5 separate regions of the Sus scrofa genome follow, and regions 2, 3, 4 and 5 are each linked to region 1. The links are chromatin contacts, called in public Hi-C and promoter capture Hi-C maps. All regions are on one chromosome and are shown on one strand. Each heading gives the region's core, a stretch centred on a gene start, on an enhancer-like site or on the middle of the called end of the contact. The rest is flanking DNA. Distances are from core to core; before and after follow the strand shown. Region 1 holds the start of GTF2E2 (general transcription factor IIE subunit 2). Region 2 holds the start of SARAF (store-operated calcium entry-associated regulatory factor). Region 3 holds the start of DCTN6 (dynactin subunit 6). Region 4 holds the start of WRN (Werner syndrome ATP-dependent helicase). Region 5 holds the start of RBPMS (RNA-binding protein with multiple splicing).

Region 1 (2,925 bases), core at 204-2,703:
AGAAGGCCACACAATCGGAGTTCCTGTCTTGGTGCAGTGTTTAACGAATCCGACTGGGAACCATGAGGTTGTGGGTTTGATCCCTGGCCTTGCTCAGTGGGTTAAGGATCCAGCGTTGCTGTGAGCTGTGGTGTGGGTCGCAGACGTGGCTCGGATCCCGCGTTGCTGTGGCTCTGGCATAGGCCAGTGGCTACAGCTCCGATTAGACCCCTAGCCTGGGAACCTCCATATGCCGCGAGAACGGCCCAAGAAAAGACAAAAAAAAAAAAAAAAAAAAAAAGCCACACAATCATCTTTTGGCTTTATTTTCATTTCTACTGAGCCACAAATGGGAACTCCTATTCCCAAGTTTTGAATAAAAATTTGCATATTATCTCGGAGTTCCCGCCGTGGCTCAGTGGTTGACGAACCCAACTGGTATCCATGAGGACGCGGTTCCATCCCTGGCCTTGCTCTGTGGGTTAAGGATCCAGCATTGCGGTGAGCTGTGGTGAAGGTCTTAGTCACAGATCAGATGCTGAGGTGCTGCGGCTGTGGTGTAGCTCTGAGTTGACCCTTAGCCTGGGAACTTCCATGTGCCATGGATGCGGCCCTCAAAAGACAAAAATAAATAAATAAATAAATAAAAAATAAAAAAATTTACGTATTATCTCATTCAATCTTCCCAAGAGTCCAATGCAAGTAACCCATTGTGCTAGGACAATTGTTATTCCCATTTACCAGATGAGAAAACTGAAACAGGTTAAGTAAGGTGAGGAGTAACCAGTTAAAGGACAGCCACAGAACAGTTGGGTACTGGCTTCAGGTTATAAGAGTTAGGAAAGGAGAGTTACAGAAAATCTGACACCGCAAACACATTGCTGGCTGTGCACAAAGCCAATCTTTTTCGTCGCTTTATTTCTACCCCTTTATGCTGCGTCTCAATCCAAAATCCTTTTCTAAGAGGGTTCACAGGGGTAGTGGTTAGGAGTTCGGAAACTGGACTTCAGGACAGGATTTGCCTTTGCTAGCTGTGCTGTCTTGAGCACACCATTTAGTTTCACTTGCTTTCTTGCTTCCTCGCTTGTAAAACGTCAATGTTCTTTTGACGTTTAGGTGATGGTGATTGGCATTTGATGTAAAGTCACAGAACACCTGTAGACAATAACTTGAAAACTCTCGTCGTCACTCGAATTGAGCAGATCCCAGCGCACGCTGCAGGAGGATCTATTAGCTTCATATTTCTACTCCTGTAAAAGAAAAATTTCTTCCCTCTTGGCAGCGTCTTCAGTACTCCCATCAAAGTCCCGCCCCCAGCCTCTCTCGGGCTGTCAAGGAGATCCGGGACGCCCCAGCTGGTTGACCCCCTCAGCTCTACCCAGGCGGGGCACGTGATGACGCACGCGCGTTCTCTGCGGCCGCCGCGCCGCCGCGGTGGCTGCCGGGACTGAGTTCAGAGCCGTAAGATCAGGAAGTGGCGGGCGGAGCCCGGGGCCGAGTCGCCTCCTCGGACGCCGCCGCCGCCGCCGCCAGTGCTAGGACCCCGACCTGGCGGGGCAGCGCTGGGCGGGCGTGCGGGCGGGGGCGCTGACGACGAACAGGAAGCGGCGGCCAAGCGGGCGTGGGTGGCTGGTCGCGGCGGAGGCGTGTGGGACGGCCCTCCTGGCTCAGGTGGGTGCTGCGGCGGCTGTGTGAGGGGCGCAGAACCCCGGCCTGTTGTTCCCGCGGGCCGCCTCCTCCCGGGGGTGAGCGGGTCTCCCACCACGCGGGAGGCTGGAGCTGCCCTTCCCTCCGCGAAGATCTTAAACCCGGTAATAACTTCTCGGGAGCATTGTCTTTTAGGCTGGGGGTTCACTGAGAAAACTTTTGGGTTGGAAAGAGGGGAAATTCGAATCTGAGAGCCGATTGTGCCTCTGCTTAGCCTTCAAGTTCATATTAGCAGTAGCTGCACCATCCCGGCGTGTGGAGTTTGGGGAACCACGTTGTCCGGCTAACTAAAGGCTGTGATTTCAGGCCCCTTCACGGACTTTTTTTTTTTTTTTCTTTTTCCACCTGCCTTTGGGAGACATTGTTTGGAAGGATTTCTAAACTTAGAGTTGTAATAGTTGTTTTTGCAAAGTTTGTTTTCCAAAACAAATCGCTGCTGTACTTTTTTTTTGCCGTTCGCCTCAACATTTCTGTTATTTAAGAGGTAAGCAGTCTGTGTTCTCAGCTTGCCGGCTATTCATAGCCATGTTGGCACCAGGCAAAGAGGCAAGAGAGGAAAAGTAGAAAAGTTGACGTCAAATGAAAAAGTGGAAAGAATGTGGGCTTTGGAGCCAGCAGATTTTCATTCGTTTTTGGCGTCTCAGTGGAAGAACACGTGAACTCAGTTGTGGCCATGTTGTTTTTTTTGTATTGTTTAATGTAAAATGGTCAGGGTGATGTCTCCTGTCTGCCACACAGTTCAGTACATGTCAAACCCTATAGATACTGAGTAGTCTGAAAAAAAGGAGCAAAAGTTAGATGGAGCATATGATGGTGGAAGATATTAAGCCTTCTGTTCCAGGTGCCATTAAACGTTACCCATACCACACAGGTCGTCTTTGTTTTGGAGGCCATATACCATCATTTCAGGTCTGGAGTAAGGAACACCTGATTGGGGAACCACAGTAGTTCCATTCCTGGTTCTGTTCTTTCAGCTGTGTGACCTTAATCATGTCCTCTTTTCACTTCAGATTTTACGTGTTAAAATAGGAATAAAGCAGAGTTCCCATCATGGCTCAGCGGAAACCAATCTGACTAGTATCCATGAGGATGCAGGTTCAATCTCTGGCCTCACTCAGGGGGTTAAGGATCTGGCGTTGCACTGAGCTGTGGTGTAGGTCGAAGATGCACCTCGGATCCCGAGTTGCGGTGGCTGTGGTGTTTACCAGCAGCTATGGCTCCAGTTCAACTCCCAGCCTG
Region 2 (2,925 bases), core at 167-2,666, 490 kb after region 1:
ATAAACATTTATCTGATTTAATACTCTCCACAGTTTTGTAAAGCTGTAATCCCCCCCCCCCCCCCCCCACGCACCAGCCGCACCCATGGCATACAGAAGTTCCTGGGCCGGAGATTGAATCCAAGCTGCAATTGTGACCTATGCTTATGCCTCAGCTGCAGCAATGCCGGATCCTATGTATTGTATCTCTTCCTGTAGCACTAAATACTATTTTTATTTTGATAACAACTGCATAGTTTACCTTACCTTGAAGTCCAGACTTGTATATCCAAGTGTCTATTTGACATCTGCTTGGGTCTTGACAGTTACCTTGAACCTGACATGTGGTTATCTTTATTTCAGTCCCACTCCAAGCCACCACTGTTACGCCTTCTCTTGTTCCACGTTTCTCCAAGTTTACTTTGCCTCAGTTGTACTGGCTTTGTTTGCCTCTTCCAACCACTACATTTTGTTTCATTCATTGCAGAATCTCCAGTGCCTAGAACAGTGCCTGCAGGTACTGTTAGGTAGTGGTAGGTACTAAATATATTAAGATACTCATCAAATTAGTGAACGGTGTTCCTCAAAACACAAAGCTAGGGCTTTTGCATCCACTGTTCCTCAGGTGGAGAAACCTCTTCCCCTGATCTGTATATTCTCCCATCATTCAGGTCTCAAAGCTTCAAAATCACTTCCTCAGCAAGGTCCTCCCTGATTGTCTCCCAGTCTCTTTGTATCATCTTATTTTATTTCCATCAGTGCACTTATCACTTCATCTTCATTTACTAACTTAGTATGTAATTTGTTTGTCCTATTTCTCCTCAATGTAAGCTCCATGAGTTCAAGGATGGTGTCGCCTCCAGCCTAAAATAGCACCTGACACATACTAGGCATTCATCCTGTATTTGTTGAAGTAATGAATGAAGGAATTCTCCCCCAGACATGTCAGACCTCAAAGATAATTCTTACGCATTCTTAGAACAGTTTTGTCTGGCTGGTTCTTTCTTTAGGTGTTAGTTTTTACTCCTCATATCTTGTAAATTCCCACTGCCTCCACGTTGGAGGAAATGTATAAAAGTTCTGAGCTTCTGAAACTAGACAATATATTTCCACGCTCTCTCTCTTTAAATCTCCTATGTATTTAGCAAACTAATAGAACACGAATTATGCTAAGTGCTGAAGCCATAAAGTTGATTAAGGCACAGTAACTTTCCTCTGGAAGGTTATTGAGGTTTTGTAAATACATCACTTAACTACATTAGCTTTTGCTTTGCGATGGTTTCACTCTCTTCAACCACAGCACCTTCACCGTGAATCCGCAGGAGGCCGGCCCGCGGCCCCGCCCCCAGGCCCTGCTTCTCGCCCTTGGCTCCGCCCTTAACGCGGCCCGCCCCGCCCCCACCACCACCCTGCCCCCACCACCGCCCTCAGCGGCTCTGAGCCCCTGGGGCGGGGCCAAGCTTCGACCATTCCTGTTCCCCCACGCGCCTCAGCGGCAGTGACGTTAGACAGGCGCACCGACCTTCCTTGAGGCTGCGGGTCTACGGAGAGATCGTCTTCTCTCCGCGGCCCGAGCTGCAGTTTCGTTGCGTAGGGCCTCGCGGATTTCCGCAGCCTGGTGTTCTGGCCCGCGAGCACCCCGCAGCTGCGCGCCATCTTCACCAAGCGCCATGGCGGCGGCCGGCGGGCCGAAAGCGACCAGATGCTGCCCTTTCTTCGGTCTCCTTTTGCTTCTGCTGATCGCGGGCCCTACCCGGGGCTGGAACGACCCTGGTGAGTGCTGCCCTCACTCCCTCCTCTTGCTCTCTTCGGCAGGCGCTGAGAGGACCCCGGCTGGGGACCATATCCCTTCTACCCTATTTGCTCATTTCCATCCTCTTCGCTGTTCATCTCTGTCCTGCCTGGATCTTTTGCTCTTCCCAGACAAGTGTAGACTGTTGGGGAGTGGGCGGGGCGGGGCGGGGCGGGACGATCTAATGTAATTAATGTTCCCATCTCCCTTCCCTGGATTCCTAGAATTTGCCCACCTTTTCCTTCCTCGGGCTACACCCCTCATCCCCTGAGTCTGGCTGGAAATCTCGTCCCTCACCTGCGCCTCTTGTTTTGTTGTCAAGAGTGTCTGATGTCATGGCTGTTCTCTTGGCTGCCTGTTGCTACACCTGAGAGTTGCCATGGCACCGGCAATCTCTGAGTCACACTTAGTGAACAGGGCTGCAAACCTTGGAAGTCGGTTAGCAGAATCATAAACTGTACTGTTTACCTGAGCACAAGTTGTGCTGTTTATTCTATTACAGCAAAGTACATTGCGTTACACCAGCTTTTCCCATTGAATTAAAAAAAAATTTTGTGTGTGTGATGGTACACGGTAAGTGATTTCTAGGGAAAAGTTTCTTTTATATCACTATGTTATTAGACTTGTCTAACAAATTTTTATGGGATCGATAGTATTCCGTGTAATTAATATTGTGTGTGTATGTATGTACACATAATACAGATTTCCATTTAATAAATGATGTATGCTTTAAATAGGAGTGATGTAAAAAAATGACTTAAACTATGAAAACATCATTTTTGGTTTGGAAAGGAAAGATGTTGAGGTATGGAATGTGTACTAATGTTGCAATCATGACTTGGTGAGAGGAAATGCCTGTGTTTTTGAACTTAACAGATTTTTCTGTAGTTTCTTATTTTATTCTTAAATGTTAAAATGAGAGAGAAGGCACTATTTGTAAGTACTTGACTTTGAGTACTCCTTTGATGTGGATGTTTTATTACTAATAAATGAAAAGTCAAGTTGGATTTAAATGATGTCGGTATAATTTTCCTAATGTATTCCTAGAAAGTTTCATGTAAATAGGACTTTGATCAGAATTATAGTTTAGAAACTAGATTAAAACATTAAGTAGTTGAACCCTCAATCAGTTCTTTTCTTTCTTTCTTTCTTTT
Region 3 (2,925 bases), core at 217-2,716, 450 kb after region 1:
CTGCCCTTAAATGTATAGTCATTTATAAATGCCTTTTCTCTGATACCTTTCCTTTAAAGTGGGTTTACACATTTAAAAAAGCAATTTCATTAAACCCTGGCCAAATAAGCTTAACTCCATAAAATCTTTTTTTTTTGGGGGGGGTGGCATCACGCCAGAGGCATGTTGTAATTCCCTACCCAACTGCAGCACAGCAGCCACCCAAGTGTCTGAAGGGACAAACCCAGATGCTTAACCCCCTGGGCCAAAGGAGAGCTCCTAAAATATCTCATTTTAGATACGATTTCCCATTTCAGTGTTTATTCCCTCAGCCTCCCTTTATGAACTTTTTGGGGAAAAAAGACACTATTTATAACATTTAACATATCCTGGGCAAGCGAGAATGGGAGAGACTCATGTCTTCAGTTTATGCCCAACGAAGAGACCTCAGGTAGTGTATGGGACAATCAGCATACTTCTTTGTGTGGCAGTTATAAGTTCACCACTAGACCAACTAAAACATGGTGGAAATATCTCCGTGTAGACTCCGAGGCACCTGGAAGTGACGCGCAGGGGAGAGCAGGCAGCTGGAAGAAGGCTTAGCCAAGGACCTAACTATTAAAATAACCATCAACACCCTCCTCCCCACTGCACACTACCAGATATTCCGTACAGATAAAACGTACAGAATATTCCTAGAAGATCTCCTCTTAGGCTTTATGAACAAGATGAGAGCTACCTGCCTAAACAGAAGAAAAGCCTAAATGTTAGTTTATGGCACCCCAAACAAGGTCTGTCGGTTTTCTTTTTCAGGAATAGTCAGCAGATGGTGCTCAACACTGCTGCTTTGGGAAACAGTTTGACTTATTAAAGGTGTCCATCTCCCATCCAAGCCGTTCCTATTCACCAACAGTGCCAGCAAGGAGGGCCGCTAGAGAAGCAGCCCCGGAGTCTATCCCCACACGTTTACGAAGCGGCTAGTTCTGGCCCAGTGGTGGCCCCCTTTCTGACAAGCGGCCGAGAGTTCGTCTACACAAATATACAGCGTCCACGATAGGGAGGAAGGGATTGGGGAGCGGCCAGCACTCCTGTGGCGTCTGGGGACACCCGGCAGCTCCAGGCCTCCGAAGCGCAGCGCAAAGGAAGAGGAAGGTATCTCCGAGTCCTGGGTGGCGGCCCCTCCCGAGACCCCTTCGGCGCAGGAGCGCTGAGGAGGAGACCCGAGAGGCTGCCGAAGGACGAAGAGCAAATACCTTCCCGCCACGGACTCTGCATCCCTTCCCCGGCCTCCCTACCCCGACTCCTTCGCCTCCTCCCTCCGCAGACGTGGGCTCTGAGCCTTAGGAACCACCCAGGCCGGGCGCCTGGAATAAAACACCACCTCAATCCCCACCTCTGGCGACCAGAAACAGGTTCCACCCCTGCGGAGAGGAGAGAAAGACTTTTTCTCAAACAGCAGACCCACCTCTTTTGAGTCTTCTCCGCCATGGTTTGGCCCCCGGCTCCTATTGGATCGACACAACCTCCTGGGCAAAGCGATGATTTCTACGAGCGATTGCAGAGCCTGGCAGAATCGGGAGGGGGCGGAGCCTGGGGGCTGCTCTAGGGGCATGGCGGCGTGGGCGGGGTCAGCTCTGGTTTTTCGGTTGTCCTTTGCTGGTGTGGTTGGTGGCTCTACGCTGGGTTTAGCACAGCCAGGGGATCGATGGACTCGGATTTAGTCCGATCCAGCGCACTTCACTGTGACCTCATTATACCGCAATAGTCACTCTCATCTCCTTTCTTTAAAGATCCTCCTGCTAAACTTTGAGGCCCTTTTCCCTCTCAGCGTGAGGTCATTATTGCCATAAATTAAGCATCCTCTGTAGGCTGTCCTCAGGTTAGCAGCGCTAGTTGTGTCGTCTTTGCCCAGTCTCACACCTGATTATTCGAGTGCCTATTTAACGTGTCCACTTGAATGCTTCACGGTCTTAACAAATCTAAAATGTCCAGAACAGAGCTTTTGATTTAATGCCCTCGCCTTCTCTCCAACCAGTTGGTCCTTGGATCTCTGTCTCACTAAAGGAATCCACCATTCACCCAGTTGCTCAAACCGAAAAGTCCGAGTCATCCTCACCTCTCCGTATTTAATTAATTCGGCAAGTTCTTCTGGTTCTACATCTCATTCTACACTTTGCATAAATTTACCACCTCTCTAATCCAGTCTCTGCTACTACTCTCCCCTGTAGTCTGCCTCTTTCACCCTGGACCTCTAAAATCAGGCTTCCATCCCCCTCCTGCCCCCCATCCAAGCCATTTTTCTGCAGCTAAAATCATCCTTTAAAAACTAAATTCAGGAGTTCCCGTCTTGGCGCAGTGGTTAACGAATCCGACTAGGAGCCATGAGGTTGCGGGTTTGATCCCTGGTCTTGCTCAGTGGGTTAACGATCAGGCGTTGCAGTGAGCGCAGACGCGGTTTGGATTTGGCGTTGCTGTGGCCCTGGCGTAGGCCAGCGGCTGTGGCTCCGATTAGACCCCTAGCCTGGGAACTCCATATGCCGCGGGAGCGGCCCTAGAAAAGTCAAAAATACAAAAAACCCCAAAACAAAAACCAAATTCAGTTATTTTACTTACCATTCCTTTAAAAATCCGAACTCTTCCATATCCTGTCTCTGAGCTTGATCCAGAGACCCCTATTTCTTTAATTTCATGTTTCTCTTCCTCTAATCACATTTTTCTTCTTCAAGAAGCCAGGCTGAATCTCAGCCCAAAACGCTTCCACCTGCCCTCTGCTGACTTTTTAAGTCACACACTAGGTGAATCAGTCAAGGTTTGACCAGAGAACCAGAACCAATAGGGGATCGTGTATTAAGAAGTTTATTGCAGGGAATGGGCCTACATGATTGCTGGGGGCTGGCTGGAACTCTCACACATGGAGTGAAACCACTGTCTACAGGTGGATTTCTT
Region 4 (2,925 bases), core at 114-2,613, 350 kb before region 1:
CCCGGGCGGCCTTACCTCTGTTCTGGTGGCTCAAGGGGCCAGAACGGTTGGAATCTTGCTGGGGCCTCCAGAAATGTTACGGCAGCTACCCAGCAGCCCTGCGCTGCAGCGTATCAGCTCTGGAGACAGCCCTGTGGCTGTAGCCTACTAGCTCCAGCAGCTCTGGCTGCAGTGGATCAGCTCTTTTACCCGGCAAGAAACCAAGCGAGCACTCGGAGAGTTGGAGAACTCAGGTTTATTACGCCGGCCGGCTCGGAGGAGATCGATCTCCAGTGTCTGAGCCCGGAAGAAGGGTTTCACAAGGCTTTTATGGGCTACTTCTTCCAGGTCCATCCTTGGCTAGTTGGACCGGAGTGACGTCAGGCAGGTAGTGGATGTGGAAACAAATTGACAGAAGCAGATGTGTGGGGAGGGGTGGTTGGGGCAGTTGGATGGACTTTGCTTAGTCATCATGGCCAGAGTCTCTCCTTTCTACATTTTTATTGGGACAGTTTCTCCTACACGCTAACTTAAAGACTACTAAATTAGCATCCTAAGGATTTTAATATTCCCTTCCATGGGGAGAATTTTTACATATTCAAACATACCCAGAAATCAACTCAAATTCAACCAGGAGAAAGAAAAAAAAAAAAACCCAAACCATTAAAGATTGAATACTTTGAACTCGAAAACTCCAAAATAGTTTGTTACATTAGACAAAATGGGTTATTTCCCTGGACTATGTTGTGTAAACATGGAGTGGCTGAATTTCTGCAGCAGTGAAGACCATATAGTTAGAACAGGCTCCTAAACGCACGCAACAGGTAACCAATCAGCTGCACAAGCTAAAGCGAGAGGAGCGTGGAAGCACACTTTTGCTCACAGCAGCTCAAAGAAGGCCTGCGGGAGGACGAGGTTCTTTACCGCTAAGCTCGAAAGGTGGAAAGGGGAAGGAGGGATCTCCTACACACAGCCCAGAGGCCTGCTCTGCCGGACTGAGCACCTCCAGTGTAGGAGAAGGCTAGAACGATACCCCAGGGTCTGGAGCTGGAAGTAGGAAGAGGGAGGACACGTTACCCTGAGAAGAGCCAGTTCAACAGGATTTCCCTTCAGCTGGATGACTTGAGCAGCGCCCCAACACTGGGGCCTGGAACCCAGGAATCCAGGATAGTCATCAATTGAACAGACTTTGTTCCCGCGCTGAGGAGCACACGCCTGAGCGTCAAGGCGCACAGAGTACACGTCACTTCTGGGACATAGATCTTCCCCAAACCTTTCTCCAGGGTCCGCCCCGCCCCCAGTCCTCCTCTCCGGAGGCGCTGTGCTACAACCCCGCCCACCACAGCCCAGATGGCTACGCGGCGCACATGCGCAGAGGACTCGACGCTGCTGTGCACTTCGGGGAGTGTAGTCTCCGCGCAGGTGCCGGTGGGCCGCCAGAGTACCAGTTCCCAGCGGAACCTGAAGAAGTCAGAACTCTCTCGCCGCCCCGGTCCTTATTCCCATCTTCATACCTGTCCAGTCACCTCGCGCTGGGCTTCAGTCAGGGCGCGCCCCAAGGGAAAGCGTGAGACCCAGTCTTCCCTTCAGCCGGCTGTGCTGGAGAGGCGGGGTCCACTGCCCGCCTCCCACCGCCCCCCTCCCCGCCCTCCTTACCCTCCCCGGCGGGCGTCGGGCCGGAGCCCGAAGAGAGGCGGCGGCCCCCGCGGCGGCCCCCGCAGCGGCCGCAGGAGGGGCGGCGGCGGCGGGCGCCGCAGGCGATGCCCCTGCCTGGCTGCTCCGGCGGGGGGCGGTGCGAGCGGCGGCGGGGGAGCAGGCAGGGGGCGGCGGCTGCTACAGAGGGGCCGAGAGCTGGCGGCGGCGGTCGTGAAGGGCATCGGCGGCGGCGGCGGTGATGGCAGTGCTGATGTGAGTGTCTGCTGGCTGGGGACCCGGGGCTGCTGAGCCCGAGGCGAGCGGGAGCGGGAGGCCAGGGGCCGCGGAGGGATGTTGTGTGCCCGGTGCGGAGCCGGGAGACTCCGCCCGCCGCCACCGTTCGTCCGGTAGAGGCGGGAGCCCGGCGCTGCGGCGGCCGGCACAGTGCAAAGCGCGGCCCGGTGTGGGGGTCCCGGGCGGAGGCTGGGGCAGCCCAGGCCGAGGGGCGTCTGCGATTGTTCTCAACACCCCTCCCCCACCCCACCCCGTGTGTCTGTTTGTCACTTGCAGCTGAAGATGGAAAGAGCCAGGCGAAGGGGAGGCGGCGGCGGCGGCGGCCGTGGCCGCGGCGGCAAGAATGTAGGGGGCTCTGGCCTAAGCAAGAGTAGACTCTATCCCCAGGCCCAGCACCCCCACTACCCCCACTACGCGGCTTCAGCCACCCCTAGTCAGGCTGGGGGCGCCGCCGAAATCCAGGAGCTGGCCTCTAAACGAGTGGACATCCAGAAAAAAAGGTTTTACCTAGACGTGAAGCAAAGCTCCCGGGGCCGGTTCCTAAAGATAGCCGAAGTCTGGATAGGGAGAGGCCGGCAAGACAATATCAGAAAGAGTAAACTGACCCTCTCCCTGTCTGTGGCAGCGGAGCTGAAGGACTGCCTAGGGGACTTCATCGAGCACTATGCCCACCTGGGCCTGAAAGGCCACCGACAAGAGCATGGTCACGGCAAAGAGCAAAGCTCCAGGAGGAGACAGAAGCACTCAGCACCCTCCCCACCAGTCTCTGTAGGGTCCGAAGAGCATCCTCACAGTGTCCTCAAGACAGACTACATAGAGAGGGACAATAGGAAATATTATCTAGACCTAAAGGAAAATCAGAGGGGTCGCTTCCTAAGGATTAGACAAACCATGATGCGGGGCACTGGCATGATAGGTTATTTTGGCCACACTTTGGGCCAAGAACAGACTATTGTCCTCCCAGCACAAGGGATGATTGAGTTTCGAGATGCCTTGGTTCAGCTCATTGAAGACTAT
Region 5 (2,925 bases), core at 184-2,683, 280 kb after region 1:
CTGGAACGTTTGTTCTAGAGTTCCCTTCTACATTTACTGAATTTTTTTTTTCTACCAAAGGAACGCTCCTCAGCTGCAACATTTTTATCCTTGTTACAGACCCACCACAAAATTTACGCTCAGACGTTCAAGTTCCATTAAAATAGCCTGGATGATCACTTAATGAATTGCAAAGTTTGAAACTCTCGTCTTCTGTTCCCCACAACCGCAACGCCCCTAAATTTACAAAACCTAATTACTCAGGTTGGGGTCTTAGACTCATCAGAGAAGAATGCGGCTGATGAGTTATCTATTAATCCAAAATGCCTCAGCTGGAAAGATATTTCACTAAGAAACTTTTCACGTTGAAAGGGAGGGGGCAGGGAACCGAAGGAGTCTTTTAAGGAGAACTTTCCCCGAGTTTCTTCCTTAAACCACACAAACACACCCCACAACTTCCAGCCCCAGACGCAGAACTAAGTGCTGACCCTCCCGGTCTCAATAATCTGAGGTCACCCAGGAGTCAGCTCTCGATTCCGCTTTTAAAATCCGGTGCAAACAAAGCTGGGCATTATACTTACAAAAGGTCTCAGGAAAGTCCTCAAAGTTACGCAATTGTAGGCACACAGACGCGCGTGGACCCACAAAAACACACTCGGTGAGGATACACTCTCCCCGGGCCACAGCCTGGGGCTGCTTCAAGGAGCCAGGACGATTCCCAAACCCTCGACCGCGGCGCCCCCTCCCCGGCGCAGCCCGGCGCCCGGGGACCCGCGCCCCGCCAGCCGCCGGCACTTTGGAAAAGACCCGCGGCTGCCGTCCCAGCCCGTACCCACCACCTCACCGTACCTCTTCCTCCTGAAGGTTGGCCTCGTTCGGGGTGTTCTCCTTCTCGGCTTTGCCGCCGTTGTTCATCTTCCCGGTCCTCCCTCGCCGGGCAGGGTTGGGGCGCGGGGCTGGGCGAGGGCGAGCTCGCCCACTTTTCCCTTCCCCGGGCGCCGCGGGCAGCGGGGGCTGGAGCCGGGGCTGTGGCGGCTTGGCTGGGGCTCCGGCTCGGGGTCCCGCGGCGAGACTGCGGCGGCGGGCGACTCAGGAAGTGCGAGGGAGAGGACGGGGCAGGGCTAGGCGCCGGCGGACAGAGAAGGGGACGGAGACAATCGGGACCCAGGAGGGAGACCTGGAGAGGGCGGGCGGGCGTGAGGGAAGGAAGGAAGAAAGGATGGGGCGAGGACGCGCGTCCCAGGAGTGAGCCCAGAGTTGGGGATGTGGCTGAGTAGAGGCTCGGGGGCAGCCGCCGCCCGAGGTAGCAGCTGCTGGAAGGAGGGGGCGAGGGGTACCCGGAGAGGAGCAGGAGGAGGAGGTGCGGGGTAGCGGGGCGCGGCTGGGACCCGGAGAGCCGCTGAGTGCGCGCTCCTGGCTGGCTCTGGAAAGTACGGGCTCCAAGCAGCTCCCCTTCTCTCGCCTGCCTTCCTCCTCCCCTCTCTCCTCCCTCCCCTCCTCCTCCTCCCTCCGCCCTCCCTGGATGTGGGCTGCAGGCTAGAGCCCGGAGGGACGGGACGCGGGACGGCAAAGCCCCCCGCAGGAGGAGGGGCTGCGCGGAGGGCTGCTGCCAGGCGGCCGGATGGCGCGCGCCGGGCGGAAGCGACCGACCCGAGCCCCCGACTCCGCGGTAGGTCGCTGGGCGAGGGCCGAAGAGGGGAGAGGAGAAAGGTTAGGTCCCCCGTTTGCCCTGCCCCTGGGGGCCCCGGTGGCCCAGCCGGGCGCTGCACTCCCTTGAAGAGGGGCTTCGGGGAGCCCGGCCCTGCCCGCGCGGGGACCGGGGAGTGTGAGTTGTCACTTTTGCTCCTTTACTCTTCACGAGGCATTCGCACCCCTACCCCGCCTTTTCAATACCAGCTTAGACCTGGTTCTACCTCTCCTAGTCGGCAGCTTGAAATGACAGGATGCGAGAAATCGAGTGACATCCGGGGGCAGCCCACTCCAGGCCAGCGTTTTCAGGGCACAGCCTCAGACCCACGTCCGACGCCGGGTCCTCAAAAACCTTTCCAGCCTCCCCGCACCGGCTGGCCCCTGTTCAGACTCCTCTAGAGCCCTTATCTGACTATCCTGGAATTATTTGTTTACCTGGCTGCCTCTCTTACTCTCCTGAAGAGATCCTTCTTGGAAGGCAAGACCCAGCCCTCTTTACCTTTCAAATCCCACGGGTTTGGTTTGGGTTGTTGGGTTTTTTTAATAGGCTACGTGGTGTATAGTACGCACTCAATAAATATTTGTTGGCCGAGGGAAATGTTCCTCACTGCTAGACAAGCTGGAGGACAAGACAAGATATTCAGAGGGTCAGAGCAGCTTAGAGACGAAGGGAGACCCGGCATCTAGGTCAGTGCACAACGCTTGTTTACGCACCAGGCTTGGAAGGAAGAACTGCCTTGGTTTCCGTTTCCTTCTCTGTGAACTAGGAGTTCTATTTATCGCCCAGGAGTTTGCTATTAGAGGAGATTATCGGTTGATAGATAAAACTATAGCACCTGGCACCCATTCTGACCCAGTTAAGTTTACAATACATGGAAACTGGCTTTATGAAGGAAATTTCCATTTTTCCTGAGCCATCCAGAACTTTTCCAATATGGTGTCATTTATGCTTTCCACTCAAGTGACTGCTACAAACACCTAAGTTTAAACCTCCAAACTTCGGTAGGCTCTCTCTCACTTCTCACTCCTAGGAATTCTCTCCCCGCACCGCACCAATCACAATTTCTAATCAGCTTGCTTGCTTCACTGTTTGTCTTGACCCCGCCCCTCCCCCACCCCACATTCTTTACCCTTAACTGGTTTAAGTGCTCCTAGAAGTGGGATGGGATGGCGGCAGAAATTGAAGATAAGGCTTCTGCTTTTAGGGCATTAAAAGTGGTGTCGGTGGAGACGAGATACCCCAGACGACTCCAAGGC

Evidence for each region. Promoter capture Hi-C pulls out the DNA fragments that hold promoters and counts their contacts. Hi-C and Micro-C count contacts between places; a contact is called where the count stands out from the background.
Region 2: a contact with region 1 is called in a Hi-C map of liver, with 4 times the contacts expected there. The contact joins the promoter of SARAF here to the promoter of GTF2E2 in region 1. A contact is called at or near these places in 2 of 47 Hi-C or Micro-C datasets (heart right ventricle and liver) and 1 of 2 datasets of contacts at active chromatin or transcription factors (alveolar macrophages).
Region 3: a contact with region 1 is called in a promoter capture Hi-C map of liver, with 7 times the contacts expected there. The contact joins the promoter of DCTN6 here to the promoter of GTF2E2 in region 1. A contact is called at or near these places in 2 of 5 promoter capture datasets (fetal skeletal muscle and liver), 3 of 47 Hi-C or Micro-C datasets (heart right ventricle, liver and skeletal muscle) and 1 of 2 datasets of contacts at active chromatin or transcription factors (alveolar macrophages).
Region 4: a contact with region 1 is called in a Hi-C map of liver, with 4 times the contacts expected there. The contact joins the promoter of WRN here to the promoter of GTF2E2 in region 1. A contact is called at or near these places in 4 of 47 Hi-C or Micro-C datasets (heart right ventricle, liver and skeletal muscle).
Region 5: a contact with region 1 is called in a promoter capture Hi-C map of fetal skeletal muscle, with 3 times the contacts expected there. The contact joins the promoter of RBPMS here to the promoter of GTF2E2 in region 1. A contact is called at or near these places in 2 of 5 promoter capture datasets (fetal skeletal muscle and liver) and 1 of 47 Hi-C or Micro-C datasets (liver).

Annotation. Positions count from the first base shown.
Region 1 is chr15:54,443,027-54,445,951 of Sscrofa11.1, forward strand. GTF2E2 (general transcription factor IIE subunit 2) reads left to right here and starts at 1,454. Exons shown (of 9, transcript NM_001244861.1): 1 at 1,454-1,650.
Region 2 is chr15:54,932,574-54,935,498 of Sscrofa11.1, forward strand. It overlaps SARAF (store-operated calcium entry-associated regulatory factor), which reads left to right and starts at 1,417. Exons shown (of 6, transcript XM_001924775.4): 1 at 1,417-1,752. The coding sequence starts at 1,650.
Region 3 is chr15:54,894,417-54,897,341 of Sscrofa11.1, forward strand. DCTN6 (dynactin subunit 6) reads right to left here and starts at 1,467. Exons shown (of 7, transcript NM_001167644.1): 1 at 1,445-1,467. The coding sequence starts at 1,467.
Region 4 is chr15:54,093,310-54,096,234 of Sscrofa11.1, forward strand. It overlaps WRN (Werner syndrome ATP-dependent helicase), which reads right to left and starts at 1,364. Exons shown (of 35, transcript XM_021075787.1): 1 at 1,057-1,364. It overlaps PURG (purine-rich element-binding protein gamma), which reads left to right and starts at 1,732. Exons shown (of 3, transcript XM_003359494.4): 1 at 1,732-1,887; 2 at 2,185-2,925. The coding sequence starts at 2,191.
Region 5 is chr15:54,723,980-54,726,904 of Sscrofa11.1, forward strand. RBPMS (RNA-binding protein with multiple splicing) reads right to left here and starts at 1,434. Exons shown (of 9, transcript XM_021074872.1): 1 at 829-1,434. The coding sequence starts at 894.